Linked DNA regions of Macaca mulatta: region 2 is linked to region 1. Evidence: chromatin contacts called from public Hi-C data. All regions are on one chromosome and are shown on one strand. Each heading gives the region's core, a stretch centred on a gene start, on an enhancer-like site or on the middle of the called end of the contact. The rest is flanking DNA. Distances are from core to core; before and after follow the strand shown. Region 1 holds the start of LRBA (LPS responsive beige-like anchor protein). Region 2 holds the start of LOC703455 (small ribosomal subunit protein eS1).

Region 1 (7,686 bases), core at 2,009-4,508:
AAGGCATATGAAGTTTTAAAAAAGAATAAAAAAATCAGAAAGGAAATGTTTCAAGTCTATTTTGAGGTAAAGCAATCAATTTACTATTTATTTTCTTCAGACTTACATATGAAAGCCCACACACATGCATACACACAAGATCCCCAAAATGTTGATAACTGTTGAAGCTGCACAATGGATACCTAAGTTCATTATACTATTCTATTTTTGCATACATTTGAACATTTCCATAACATGCAGTTTTTTTAAATATGTATGTGTGTGTCTATAGATGTTTATACGTAAACTCTCAATAAACTGACATAGAAATATCCAATTGTTCAAAGTTTTCATGCTCCAAAACTAAGTGAATATTTTTTTTTTTTTTTTTTTGAGACGGTCTCTCACTCTGCCACCCAGGCTGGAGTGCAGTGGCACAATCTCGGCTCACAGCAACCTCCACCTCCTGGGTTCAAGCAAGCGTGTCCAGCTAGTTTTTTTGTATTTTTAGTAGAGATGGAGTTTCACCATGTTAGCCAGGCCAGTCTCGAACTCCTAACCTCAAGTGATGTGTCCACCTTGGCTTCCTGCAGCGCTGGGATTACAGGAGTTGCACGCCCAGCCAGAATTTCATCTAGCTACTTTTTATTCTACAAGTTGTACTGCAGGTGACCAGACCATTAGTGAAGGTCTAGTGAAAGAAATAATTAACTGCCCCAGAATAAAACAAGCCTAACCTTGAAAAGAGGCAAACGGAAAGGTGCTAAACAGTTATTACAATTACTGCACGTTTATATTTGGTCCTGTTATCCTCTAACACAGGTGGGTAGGTAGAAAAGGGGGAAGTATTTTAGGGCCAGATTTCCTTTTGATTTTTTAAGTTGATGAGCAAGAGAGACTGGAATAAAGAAATCTAAAAAGTCTCCATTATAAATTATAACCAAGAGAGGCACAATGGCGCATGCCAGTAGTGCCAGCTACTTAGGAGACAGAGTGGGGAGAATCACCTGAACCCAGGAATTCAAGACTAGCCTAGGCAACATAGTGAGACCTCATCTCTAAATAAATAAATAAGTTAATGAATTAATTAAAGGTAGAATTGTATAATATATGAATTATACCTCATTTTAAAAACAATTTAAGCCATATACAGTGATGCATGCCTATAGTCACAGCTACTCAGAAGGCTGAGGCAGGAGAATAGCTTGAACCTAGGAGTTTGAGAACAACCTGGGCAACACACAGAGGCCTCATCCCCCTCCCACCCCCGCCCAAAAAAAGCATTCATAGCTCATCTTAGTGTAATCAGCAATTTCCAATGACTATGCTTTACTGCTAGACATGAATTTATAAAACACACAAAGATTATACTGTATCTGCTTCAATTCCTTTTTTCATATTGCCATTCAATTTTCACAAGATTACTTTAAATGTAATCCTAAATTCATCCCCAATTTAACTTTTGTTAGTCACATCTAAAAATAAAACTAGTCAAAATTAAAAATACTAACTTTGCAGCAAATTAATCTTGCATCAGTACTACAAACAAAAATTTTTAAACTTATTGTAGCAAAACATAACTTTGACTGAATCAAAGACATTAATTCTCAAGTCAAAAAAAGGTCACAAGAACTTACTTAAAGTGGTAAAGGGAAACGCAGACTTAGGCACACATGCCAAGAAAAAAAAAAAATAGAGATAACTCCTCCGCTAGAACCTCCCCTCAATACTTTCACAGCAACAATTATTTCCTTAGCACAAAAGTGATGTGTTCACTTCCACAAAACCTGGATCATCTAAGTTTGCACAATTCCCTTCAATCTAAAAAATAGATGAAATTGTTTCATTTAGGTTAGTAGAATTTTGTGGCCCTATACATGAAAAAAGTCACCATCAGTGTGAGTAAAGCACATGGCTCCAGCTTCAAGGTCTTGTTTCCCAACCCACTGAAAAGAGTATATGCTTATAAAATATTCATCGACTTACCAGGTTAAAGACAGTTTCTACAATGTCCCTATTGGATACTTCTCCAACTTCAACCAAACCGGTCAACACGGCAAATTTCATTCTGATGCCCCTGATGGGGAGCCCTGGTTTCAGAGACAATGCACCCCCTTCAGTAGGGGTTTCTTCTCTCCCTCCACCTCCCCCGTCATCACCTGTTGGTGGCGGGGAAGGGACACGATTGTCTTCGCTAGCCATTGCTAGCAAAAAGGACAACTCAGAGTCACCCTTGGACAGCAGTCGCTGCACTGGCAATGAGCACAACACACGCAATGCAAAACGAAAGGGTCTCTCTTCCAACTTGTGGAGAAACCCCAAAGCAGTTGATGTGGAAAGTCCTTGGCGTCGCCCTCCTCCTTTTGGAGAATATTTGTCCAATCTCTCTCCCCGAGGCTGACAACAACGCCAAACCCTATTGGAAGATTAAATATATGTTAAATAGGCTAGGTTTTGTTTTAAGGTTTTGAGGGGACAAGAGGGAAATAGTTATTGTCGGTCAAATAAGTTACTAAAGGCACCCCACTACTAGCCACCCGCTTCTCCCCGGCTCAAAGAGCTGGGTTCTGGGTGAAAGCAGGTCCAAGAGGCCCCGCACAGGCTCACTCCTCCCCCACTCTCGTGCAGGTTCTAGGCGCAGGGTAACCTCTCCTCACAGGTGCACCAGAAAGAGAAACTGTCGCGGAGAAAGGAGGGATCGGAGGAAAGAAGGGGGCCCACAAGCTATCACAGAGGTAGAAAGTTCCTCCTCACCCAGATACTCCGGACTCGTCCTCACCCCCCGCCCAGGAGCAGCGAGACGGAGGTGGCGGCGGAGATCCAGGGCAGGAAAAGGCGGGGGAAGGGGGCGGTGATTATTCTAAATGCTCGGCCCAGTGGGAGGAGTGAAGTACCTCTCTCAGGCACCTGAGATTCGACGGGAAGAGGCGGGGAGGTGTGTGTGGTGGCAGGAAGGGAGGGGAGCGGCCAGAGAAACCCGGCGGCGACCGCAGGGAGAGAAGGGAGGACAGAGAGGTCAGTGCACCTGGTCGCAGCCTCCAAGTTTCCCTAGTCCGCTCCCCGGGAGTCCGCGGCTGCACAGAACTCCATGGCTTCCTGGCCCGCCCCGCCCCTGCGCTCAGCCTTTGCAAAAGCAGCCGCTGCTGGCGCTACGCACGCCGCGGCTGAGGCTGCTGCGAGTGGTGAGGATGCTACTGCCACAGCTAGCCCCGCCACGGCTCGCGCGGCTTTCCTGTGCCCACTGAAGCTGCTCCCGGCCGCCATGACAGCGCCGAGGGCTGCCGGGCGCCGCGTGCGCGTGCGCGAGCGCGAGCGCGCGGGACGGGAGGGCGCGAAGGCGGAGGCAGCCGCGCGGCGGGGGCGCGGTGAGGGCGCGCGGACGGCCTAGGGGGCCCAGAGCCAGCGGGAGCGCTGGGCTCGGGCTTCCGGCTGCACTAGGCGCGAGGGCGCGCACCCAGTGGGAGCGCTGCTCTAGTAGCACACCGTGTGTTCGCGGCCCGGCTAGGAGAGACCCTTCCGTTCGAGGGCCTATACTTCCCCCCCTCCCACTCTCGGACCTCGGAAGGTGCTTCTGCAAGTCCTGAGGCGGGGGATTCTGGCGCTCCTGCTGTTGTTAAGTTACCGTTGGGTCCCTTGGCGCAGAGGGAACCCGCCCCGCGTTGCCAAGGTGTGTCATTGTACTTGGAGAAGAACACCTGAGGGACCTCTACGAGCCAGAGAGGTGACGGCGCTGGAGCCAGTGAGGCTGCTGTTCCTGCCCAATGGGAGCGAGGAGTCCCCACCCCTGGCTGCTTTCAGCTGCTGCCCGCCCGCCGTTCTCGGCGGAGACTCGGAGATTTCCACTGGGATGTCTCGGCAGCTGCCACCATTCGGGAAGGGAGGGGAGGGGACCGAGTCGACGAGGAACGGGAAAGATTCCTTGCTTTGCAGCTGCCGCCCCACCATACCTCTCCTACATTCATTCTAGGGAGAAGATTCCTGAGACAGCTGCTACAAACAGCGTGGAGACAGGGTTCATTGTGCCTGTAGATCTCCGAAGGGTTTTTTTCCTCTCGTGATTTTCCAATGTGAAGATTACGCTCGCGTCATTCTCAGAGTAGATCAAAAGATATATTAAGTAGTACAGATAGCTCTTCATACTCAGTGTCCCTTCTTTCCACCCGCTATTAACAGTAAAGCATTCTTCCTAGTGAGTGAAAAATAAATTTAGAGGAAGCTGGTTTTTCACCCACGTGTATCCTTTGAGGTCAGAGGGCCTTTTTAAAAATACTCCTAGCTCCTGAAATGAAAGTGAAGTAAAAAGTGGGATTAAACAAAGGAAGAATTCTGGAAAAGTTAGGAAAAAATTGTAGTGGTTTGAGAAAGTTGCCTGAAGAAAAAGTTATTTGAGATGGCCTTGAAAAGTGGACAGAAGCCAGGCGCGGTGACTCACGCTTGCAATCCCAGCACTTCGGGAGGCCGAGGCAGGTGGATCACCTGAGGTCAGGAGTTAGACCAGCCTGGCCAATATGGTGAAAACCCCCGTCTCTACTAAAAATACAAACATTAAGGCCGGGCACGGTGGCTCAAGCCTGTAATCCCAGCACTTTGGGAGGCCGAGACGGGCGGATCACGAGGTCAGGAGATCGAGACCATCCTGGCTAACACAGTGAAACCCCGTCTCTACTAAAAATACAAAAACTTAGCCGGGCTACTAAAAATACAAAAACTTAGCCGGGCGAGGTGGCAGGCGCCTGTAGTCCCAGCTACTCGGGGAGGCTGAGGCAGGAGAATGGCGTGAACCCGGGAGGCGGAGCTTGCAGTGAGCTGAGATCCGGCCACTGCACTCCAGCCTGGGTGACAGAGCGAGACTCCGTCTCAAAAAAAAAATAAATAAATAAAATACAAACATTAGCCGGACGTGGTGGTGCATGCCTGTAGTCCCAGCTACTCGGGAGGCTGAGGCAGGAGAATTGCCACTGCACTCCAGTCTGGGTGACAGAGCAAGAGCGAGATTCTGTCTCAAAAAAAAAAAAAGACAATTTTAGCTCTCACATGGAAATTTGGGAAGAAAAAGGTAACAGACACAAGAAGCAAGGGAGGGCTGGGAGCAGTAGCTCACACCTGTCATCCCAACACTTTAGGAGGCTAGTGCAGGAGGATTACTTGAGACTAGCCTGGACAACAGCAAGACCCGTCCTCTTTTTTCTTTTTTTTTTTTTTTTTTTTGTTTTTTTTAAACGGAGTTTCCGTCTTGTTGCGCGGGCTGGAGTGCAGTGGTGCAATCTCGGCTCACCTCAACCTCTGCCTCCCAGGTTGCAGCGATTCTCCTGCCTCAGCCTCCCTAGTAGCTGGGATTACGGGCATGTGCCACCAGGCCCGGCTAATTTTTGTATTTTTGGTAGTGACGGGGTTTCACCATGTTGGCCAGGCTGGTCTCAAACTCCTGACCTTAAGTGATCTGCCTGCCTCAGCCTCCCAAAGTGCTAGGATTATAAGTGTGAGCCACTATGCCCGCCCAAGGTCTCTATTTATTTAAAAAAGAAGCAGAAGAAGAAAAGGCAAGGGGACATTTTCTTTAGAAAAGTGTTACACCTTTTAAAAATACTAAGGTGAATTCAACTGCACCAAATCTCATGTGGTTGCAAATGTTTGTTAAAGATTTGTTTTCTATAAGTAGACTTAGATATTCCAGAGATGAGGCAGACATCTTTCTGACGATCCGAATTGCCGATATACATTTCCAAAGTAAAAGGCAACATCAGTGGCTTCCCATTTCTGAAATCTCTGAAAAACTAAACGCCTCAAGTTTGTTTCACATCATTAAATGAGTAAGTCTGGAATAAGGGGGAATAGGGTGTGCCTGCAGAAGAGACAAAACTTTCACTTGACCTTTCATACATCTGTGTTTTGAAAGTGAGGCATTAATCCATAAAAGGCCTCTCATAGGATTTTGTCTCCTCAGATGGGGCAAATGGTATGTTAATATATCTGTCATATAAGTGCTAATTAAGTATTTGTTAAATGAACAAATATCTTCCATTAAGAAGCAGATGATAGCCAGGCGCGGTGGCTCACGCGTGTAATCTCAGCACTTGGGAGGCTGAGACAGGCGGATCACGAGGTCAGGAGATCGAGACCATCCTGGCGAACACGGTGAAACCCTGTCTCTACTAAAAATACAAAAAATTAGCCGGGCGCGGTGGCGGGCGCCTGTAGTCCAGCTACTCAGGAGGCTGAGGCAGGAGAATGGCGTGAACCTGGGAGGCGGAGCTTGCAGTGAGCAGAGATCGAGCCACTGCACTCCAGCCTGGGGCACAGAGCGAGACTCTGTCTCAAAAAAAAAAAAAAAAAAAAAAAAGAAGCAGATGATAATAATGAAAATGCCCCCAACACAGAGTGATCACAGTCTAAATGATCCGGGGCTAAGGTTTGTAGCTTATGAGTTTGCAAGCTCACTGTTAATGCTGTTCTGCTGATGAAACAATGAACACAGACAATTAACCAAATATTTCTAAATGCCAGATACAGTGGCTCCTGCCTGTAATCCCAGCACTTTGGGAGGCTGAGGCAGGCAGATCACCTGAGGTCACGAGTTTGAGACAGCCTGGCCAACATGGTGAAACCCCATCTCTACAAATACAAAATTAGCCAGGTGTGGTGGTGGGTGCCTGTAATCCCAGCTCCTTGGAGGCTGAGGCAGAAGAATCGCTTGAACCCAGGAGGCAGAGGTTGCAGTGAGCCAAGACCATGCCTTTGCACTCCAGCCTGGGCAATAAGAGTGGAAACTCCGCCGGGCGCGGTGGCTCAAGCCTGTAATCCCAGCACTTTGGGAGGCCGAGACGGGCGGATCACGAGGTCAGGAGATCGAGACCATCCTGGCTAACACGGTGAAACCCCGTCTCTACTAAAAAATACAAAAAAACTAGCCGGGCGAGGTGGCGGGCGCCTGTAGTCCCAGCCACTCGGGAGGCTGAGGCAGGAGAATGGCGTGAACCCGGGAGGCGGAGCTTGCAGTGAGCTGAGATCCGGCCACTGCACTCCAGCCTGGGCAACAGAGCGAGACTCCGTCTCAAAAAAAAAAAAAAAAAAGAGTGGAAACTCCATCTAAAAAATATATACATACATATATGTGTGTATATATATACACACACACACACACACAAATTGTCAACTATTCATAAAAATTTTTTCAACCTCTTTGCCCATGGTTAAAACAAAATAGTTGGCAAAACTTGGAGGTTCACTGCAGAAAGAAGCATAGAGAAGGTAGAAGGGGGAACTGTTCACTTCTAGGCAAGCCAGCTAAAATGCAATCACTAGGCCTAGATGCGGTTGCTCACACCTGTAATCCCAGCACTTTGGGAGGCAGAGGCAGGTGGATCACCTGCGATTGGGCATTCAAGACCAGCTTGACCAATCTCTACTAAAAATACAAAATTAGGTGGCGCATGTCTGTAATCCCAGCTACTCGGGAGGCTGAGGCAGGAGAATCGCTTGAACCCGGGAGGTGGAGGTTGTGGTGAGCCGAGATTGGCCACTCCAGCCTGGGCAACAAGAGCATAACTGTGTCTCAAAAAAATAAATAAATAAAATGCAATCACTGTGGACTATTATTTAGGTGTACAACATAGAATCTTGGAATGCTTCCAGATGAACTATCTGCCTATCAAATCTTAAGCTCCTTTATAGCACAATACTTTGCACATTATAGGTATTCATATTATT
Region 2 (7,686 bases), core at 3,332-5,831, 75 kb after region 1:
TAAGTGGGAGCTAAATAATGAGAACACATGGGCACAAAGAGGAGAACACAGACACTGAGGCCTGCTTGAGAATGGAGGGTAGAAGGAAGGAGAGGATCAGAAAAAATAACTAGTGGGTACTAGGCTTAGTACCTGGGTGATAAAATAATCACAACAAACCCCCATGACATGGGTTTACCTATATAACAAACCTGCCCATGTACCCCTGAACCTAAAGTAAATGTTTAAAAACAAAAATGACAACAAAAAAAACTACTATGTGATAAGGTGGGATTGAACCTAGACCTACATGATACCAAATAGTTACTGTACAAGATTCTAGATTCTAGCCCTAGATTTTTACTTTGTGAAATGTTGCTGACCAGAAGGAAAGTTCCGGCACTTGTGCTTTTAGAGTATGAGCAAAGTGTTTTTTATTTATTTTTTTTTTTTTTCTGAGACAGAGTCTCTCTGTCACCCACACAGGAGTGCACTGGTTTCAATTCCCACGTTAAAACAGCAACAATGGCAGTGTGGATAGTGAACCAAAAGGAGTGCCCCTGCCCTGGACGTGTGCTGCTCTTAGGAACAGCAATGGTATGAAGAAGGAATCCAGTCTGGTTGCACCTCTGGACTTTTATAATGACACGAATATCACCATGTACAGATTTAATCTCAGCTTTTGTTCTCAATTCTCTTGCTTTATATCCTGGAACGAGTTCTTTCTTCCTACCTGGTAATCACAACAAACTCTGCGGGGGAGGCAGGGATGGGAGATGACTCCAACAAGAGCAACACTCGACGTAAAGTTATCACAGGGCTGAGGACAGGGAGATGCTGATATAAATGTCAGTGGGCAGGGAGAGAAAGCTAGATAATAAATCGGATTATTTATTTTAGGGAACAGAGAAAAGAAAAGTTAAAGTTACTGAATGTCTACTACAGTTATGTGCCACATAATGACTTCCAGTCAATACCAGTATCCCATAAGATTATAATACTGTACTTTTTTTTTTTTTTAATTTTAGATGGAATCTCGCTCTGTCACCCAGGCTGGAGTGCAGTGGCGCAATCTCGGTTCACTGTAACCTCCGCCTCCCAGGTTCCAGTGATTCTCCTGCCTTAGCCTCCCAAGTAGCTGGGATTACAGGCGTCCATCACCATGCCTGGATCATTTTTGTATTTTTAGTAGAGACGGGGTCTCACCACGTTGGCCAGGCTGGTCTCCAACTCCTGACCTCAGGTGACCCACCCGTCTCGGCCTCCCAAAGTGTTGGGATTACAGGTGTGAGCCACCATGCCCAGCCAATGAAACAACATTGACAGCTTACTAGGTTTGATGTATTCTGACATTTTTCTGTTCCATTTTCTTCTTTTTTTTTCAGAGACAGGGTCTCAGGTAGTGGTGCCATTATGGCTCACTGCTGCCTCAACCTCCTGGGCTCAGGCAATCCTCCCACCTAGCTTCCTAAGTAGCTGGGACCACAAGTCACCACCACACCTGACTAATTTTTGTATTTTTTGTAGAGACAGGGTTTTGCCATGTTGTCCAGGCTGGTCTCCAACTCCTGAGCTCAAAAGATTCACCCGTTTCAGCCTCCCTAGACGTGGAGGTGTGAACCACCGTGCCTGGCCTGTTCCGTTTTATTCCATCTGAAAATATTAAATGATGGTTGAGACCCAATAAACTGATTTCACACCCCCTAAACTGTATTCAACATACTTACATACTTACATTAAAACTGCTTATTGCACCATTTAATGTAACAGGGTCAGGAAAATATTAATTAGAAATTTTTTAAAGCGTTTACTACAAAACAGAGTTGAGGATTGAAATACAGACCTTGGCCGGGCGCGGTGGCTCATGCCTGTAATCCCAGCACTTTGGGAGGCCGAGGCGGGCGGATCACAAGGTCAGGAGATCGAGACCATCCTGGCTAACACTGTGAAACCCCGTCTCTACTAAAAATGCAAAATATTAGCCGGGCGAGGCGGCGGGCGCCTGTAGTCCCAGCTACTCGGGAGGCTGAGGCAGGAGAATGGCGTGAACCCGGGAGGCGGAGCTTGCAGTGAGCCGAGATCGCGCCACTGCACTCCAGCCTGGGCGACTAAGCGAGACTCTGTCTCAAAAAAAAAAAAAAAAAAAAGAAATACAGACGTCTGACAAATCTCTTAGGTGTTGGTGCTGCTAAAATAAATCAGATGCAGCTGACTTCATTAAGGCCTCTCCCTGTGGCTTTCACTTTTAGGAAGAAAGAGGAATCAGACCAGCAAGAAGGTAAGTTTGGTTTTTATGCTGCAGTAAGCAGACTGGAGGCCCATTTTATCTATCTATCTATCTATCTATCTATCTATCTATCTATCTATCTATCTATCTATCTATCTATCTATCTATCTATACACACACACTTTTTTTTTTTTGGAGACGGAGTTTCACTCTGTCCAGCCCAGACTGGAGTGCAGTGGCGTGATTTCGGCTCACTGCAGCCTCCACCTCCCAGGTTCAAGCAATTCTCGTGCCTCAGTCTGCCGAGTAGCTGGCACTACAGGTGTGCACCACCAGCTAATTTTTGCATTTTTAGTAGAGATGGAGTTTCACCATGTTGTCCAGGCTGGTCTCGAACTCCTGGCCTCAAGTGATCCATCTGCTTCGGCCTCCCAAAGTGCTGGGATCCTCCTACCTCAGCCTTCCGAGTAGCTGGGACTACAGGCATGAGCCATCATGCCGGGCTAATTTTTTTTGATTTTTAGTTGTGATGAGCTCTTGTAATGTTGCCCAGGCTGGTATCAAACTCCTGAGCTCAAGCAAACCTCCTGCCTTGGCCTCTTAAAGCGCTGGGATTACAGGTGTGAGCCACCACACCTGGCCAAATTTACCATCTTAACCATCTTTTTAAAAAAGAGATGGGGTCTCACTATGTTGCTCAGGCTGGAGTCCAACTCCTAGCCTCAGGTGATCCTCCTACCTCAGCCTTCTGAATACCTGGAACTGCAGGTCCAAGGAACCTGGCAAGGCTACCTTAACCTTTTTCAAGTGTACAGTTCAGTAGTGTTAAGTACATTCATACTATTATGAAACTAAGACTTTGAATTTATCCTCCAGGCAACGGAGATTTATGGAATTACTGAAAGATTTCAGGACCCTACTAGAGGTTTAGGAGGGTTGTCTTAGGGGTGGGCGTAGTGGGAGGTAGGTGATGGAGGCCAGCAGGACTGGAAGGGATTGTAAGTTTAAAAGCTTGCAGCGGGCCTTGTAAGTGAGGGTTGGTTTTTGGCTTGGTCACAGGGTTTTCTGCCAGACAGGAAGTTAGAGAAAGGAACTCAACACACCACTGGCTGAGTACCAAGCCTGTATGGGCCAGACGCTTTCCGAGGGCTGCACACTTGAGCTAGTCAGCCACATCTTGCCAAGATGTGCTCTGTTAACCCTTACAGTTAAAAAAAATGGGGAAGGGAAAGGTCGGATTAATTGCAAAAATGGAAAAATTTGGAGATTTCACTTTTTTTTTTTTTTTTTTTGACGGACTTTCACTCTTGTTGCCCAGGCAATGGCGTGATCTCGGCTCACTGAAACCTCCGCCTCCCGAGCTCAGATTCTCGTGCCTCAGCCTCCCGAGTAGCTGGGATTACAGGCACCCACCACCACGCCCGGCTAATTTTTTGTATTTTTGGTAGAGATGGGGTTTCACCATGTTGGCCAGGCTGGTCTCGAACTCCTGAACTCAGGCGATCCGCCCACCTCAGCCTCCCAAAGTGCTTGGATTACATGCGTGAGTCACCGCGCCCAGCCAACGCCCTGCTAATTTTATAATTTTCTTGTAGAGACGGGGTCTGGCTGTGTGGTCCAGGCTAGTCTCCAATTCCTGGCTTCAACTGATTCCCCTGCCTCAGCCTCTCAAAGTGCTGGGATTACAGGTGTGAGCCACCGAGTTCGGTCTCACTCCACTTTTAACAAACCTTTTAATCAATATATAACAGACATATAGAAAAGGACACAAATAAGCGTAGAGCTCAGTGAATGTTCACAAAGCAACAACACCTGAGATGAACCAGCACCCACATGAACAAGCAGAACGTTGCTAGCATCTCTGGAGTGATACTCATTTAACCCTGCGAAACCTCATGAAGCCGACCGTTTTATCACCCCCATTTTACGCATCAGGAAACAAGCGTGGAGAGGTCGGTCTCAAGCAAAGCCCTGTTGAAACCGACATTTGAATCAGATCCGCTGACTGACTCTCGAGAAGATGCCGGTTTGGGGGTTAGACCGTGAGTTCAGCTTTGAACGATGTTGAGTGGGCGTCTCGTTTTATCTCGTTTTACAGAAACTTACTTCCAGACGTCACAGCCACAGAAACCACAGGTAACCAGACGCCTGCACGTCAGGCCACCAACGCCTTGGTCTACACAGCGCAGCTTCCAGTGCCGCGGCATGCCGCGCGACCTCCCCACACACGAAGGCGCTGTCGCAAAGACAGTAGCAGGAGTGGCGCTCTCTACTGTCGCGGAATTCTTGAGGCCGGAAGAATGAGAGCGCAAAGGTCACGTAGACGGCGCGCCCCGCCCCGTACGCCTAAGTTCTCGCGCGACTTCCATTTCCGCCTTTTCGGCTCTCTGATCAGCACCATGGCGGTTGGCAAGAACAAGCGCCTTACGAAAGGCGGCAAAAAGGGAGCCAAGAAGAAAGTGTAAGTGGCGACTGTCGTGGCGTCCTGCTTTTTGGATGTCTGCTGGAATCGGCAGGCTGGTCCTAGATCGCGGCGTAGGCCGGATGGCGAGGATTCCAGTCGGATTGTGCGGGCCCTGGCGGGTTGGTGCACCCAGGAACGCGGCCTGGCGGGTCTGGGTGTTGAGTAGCGGCAGGTCGGCTGCCTTTCCCAGGCCTTCTGGTCCTTGCGCACTTCGCATTTGAGCCGGCTTGCCGCCGCGACTCGGCTGGAATGTTTGTTTTGTGGGCTCACGTGCTGCCTCAATTCCGCGGGTGTTTGATGGCACTGCGACAGCAGGAGTTGAGGAAAGCATCCTCCTATCCATTCAGGACCTGGCAATCCTGCCTTTGCTTGGTCCCGCTGGAATCTGCGAGCTCCTACTAAGCTTTGAGGCCATGCAGGGTCTTAGTTACCAGTACATGCCGTTACGTACCAGCAAAGTTAATGAGATTGCATGTTACTCGTACCTGTGTAGTGGAAGGACCGATGGATGTTCCTCGTGTCTGTGTAGTGGAAGGACCGATGAGGGTGGGAAGTGGACATAACCTTTCGAAGTCTGATGCATGCAGTGAAACATAGAGTGGGAAGAGCTAGGTTTATGTTTATGCCCCTCACCTCACTGTGTGATACACTTTAGTATCAAATTGCCGGTTAGCTTTTTAAAATATTGATGGGAAATAACATTAACAGTGATACTAGAGTGAAGAAAGCACAGAATAAACACAGTAAGAATGATCTGCAATGGAACTTAAGCATTTTCTTAAAATCCAGGGTTGATCCATTTTCTAAGAAAGATTGGTATGATGTGAAAGCACCTGCTATGTTCAATATAAGAAATATTGGAAAGACGCTCGTCACCAGGACCCAAGGAACCAGTAAGTAGCTTATTTTTGGTTTGTATTTTCCTTAAGTTGGCGCTTGTATATTGTAGCAGGCATCTTGGTCTGTTGTTGGTCCTGTGGTGGGAGACTTTCAGGGAATGTCAGCTCTCGGTTGCAGCCTTGGCTCCTGTGGTGCTTGTTTTTAGTACAGCACTTGGAGAAGCAAGATGGTGCTTTTTGAATTAAGAAAATGTGCCATAGGTAGTTCTGAGCTTCTAATAAGTACTGTCGATAAGTCTCTGGTGTCTGGATTTGACCACAAAGGTTAAGGTCTTTACAATTTACCATTAACTTAATTTCTACCCTCAGTTTACAGGCTTGACTTTTGCTTATATGGTTCCTAAATGTTAAGATACTTGTTTTTTCTTTTGTAGAAATTGCATCTGATGGTCTCAAGGGTCGTGTGTTTGAAGTGAGTCTTGCTGATTTGCAGAATGATGAAGTTGCATTTAGAAAATTCAAGCTGATTACTGAAGATGTTCAGGGCAAAAACTGCCTGACTAACTTCCATGGCATGGATCTTACCCGTGACAAAATGTGTTCCATGGTCAAAAAGTGGCAGGTGAGACCCAGAGTTCCTTAGAGTGTGTTGTGCTACGGGTGTTTGACCAAGGATAGCATGGTTTGATATGACAGGAAGGAGCAAGTTCATTTTATTTATTTATTGATTGATTGACTGAGACCAGTGAAATGTCCACAAAGTTCATTTAAAATTTTGTTTTCTTGCCGTTATTGAGTGCTAACTCTGGGGTTGCCACACCATGATACTTTACTTAATATTTAAATCTAAGATTTAATAGTGGTGTATAATCAAAGTCAGATTTTCTTGCTGCATAGATCAGTGGTTTTTTGAGGAACGTTTAGGTGCAGGTGGACGGTTTTGCCTGTCTTCAGGATATTTTTTGACCTCAGAATTGAGTGAGTGTTGATTAACTGTGGCAATAGAGCATAATTGTGGCAGAGCCTCTGGTGTGAGGTTAAAATCTTGGCTCCATTTCCCTATTGTGTTCTCTTTGGAAAGTAACTTGTTTTCTAAGCCTCAGTTTCTTTATTTGTGAAGTGCAGGTGAGAGTATCATTTTATTGAATTGTGAGGATGAAATGAAAATATTTCAGATATTTTTGGCTAACTATCCAGTTGGAATATTTTGTGGGAGTTTTTTGTTTTTGGGAGATTGAGGCTCCAGGCTGGAGTGCAGTGGCACCATCTCTACTCACTGCAACCTCCTCCTCCTGGGTTCAAGCGATTCTCGTGCCTCAGCCTCCTGAGTAGCTGGGATTACAGGCACCCGCCACCTAATTTTTGTATTTTTAGTAGAGATAGGGTTTCACCATATTGGCCAGGCTGGTCTTGAACTCCTGACTTAAAGTGATCCGCCCGCCTCAGCCTCTCAAAAGTGCTGGGATTACAGGTGTGAGCCACTGCACCTGGCATAGTTTGAATATTTTGTATGTGGGAATGAATGATGACAAAATGTTTCGGTCCCAAATGATACATACTGATTATACCGTTTTATCCTGACATTCCTCTAAGGCTTCATGGTTTACATTTCTGGAAATATTTTAAGGTCCCTTATCTGTAAATTGTATTTGATGAGTTTTTTTTGTTTTTTGTTTTAATACTAAGGAATAAAATTTACAAAACGCAAACAAGGTAAATCAGTTTTCATCACTACCCAAGATGGTTTTTGTTTTTTCAATGTAGGCAATAATATGACCACTAATTAGGGGTTTTTAATTATATTTTAGCTCTGAAATTGGGTATTTAATCATCAACATGGCTTTAGTTTGGAACATAAAAGACATCTTCCAAGGTGTACATTTAGAGTTATTATAGCAGTCACCCATTCACAACACAGTTTTTTGAAAAATGACATAATCACTGTAGAAGTTCATATCATAAAATACCATGGATCCTCTCAGAATCTGTTTTCCTCTGGCGTAGTTATATACTTGAAGGGGGATGAGCTGTTTAAAGGGGTGTATGTATATGCAGTGGATGCGGGTTTGGGTGCCGTCATAGTAGTAGTGATAGAGGGTAGAAAGGAGGAGGGAGGGCAGTTGAGAGGACCTGGTTATTTAATTGGGTAAGAATTTGGGGGTAACTGTTGGTAGGTT

What was found. A called contact is a pair of places that touch in the nucleus more often than the background predicts.
Region 2: a contact with region 1 is called in a Hi-C map of blood, with 4 times the contacts expected there. The contact joins the promoter of LOC703455 here to the promoter of LRBA in region 1. A contact is called at or near these places in 2 of 14 Hi-C or Micro-C datasets (CD4 T cells and blood).

Annotation. Positions count from the first base shown.
Region 1 is chr5:159,614,557-159,622,242 of T2T-MMU8v2.0, forward strand. It overlaps LRBA (LPS responsive beige-like anchor protein), which reads right to left and starts at 3,259. Exons shown (of 57, transcript XM_028848811.2): 1 at 2,734-3,259; 2 at 1,966-2,395. The coding sequence starts at 2,181.
Region 2 is chr5:159,688,417-159,696,102 of T2T-MMU8v2.0, forward strand. It overlaps LOC703455 (small ribosomal subunit protein eS1), which reads left to right and starts at 4,582. Exons shown (of 6, transcript XM_015139331.3): 1 at 4,582-4,667; 2 at 5,460-5,563; 3 at 5,944-6,131. The coding sequence starts at 4,606. LOC144340852 (a long non-coding RNA gene) reads right to left here and starts at 4,490. Exons shown (of 3, transcript XR_013417321.1): 1 at 4,313-4,490. LOC114678558 (small nucleolar RNA SNORD73) reads left to right here and starts at 7,027; the gene lies at 7,027-7,094.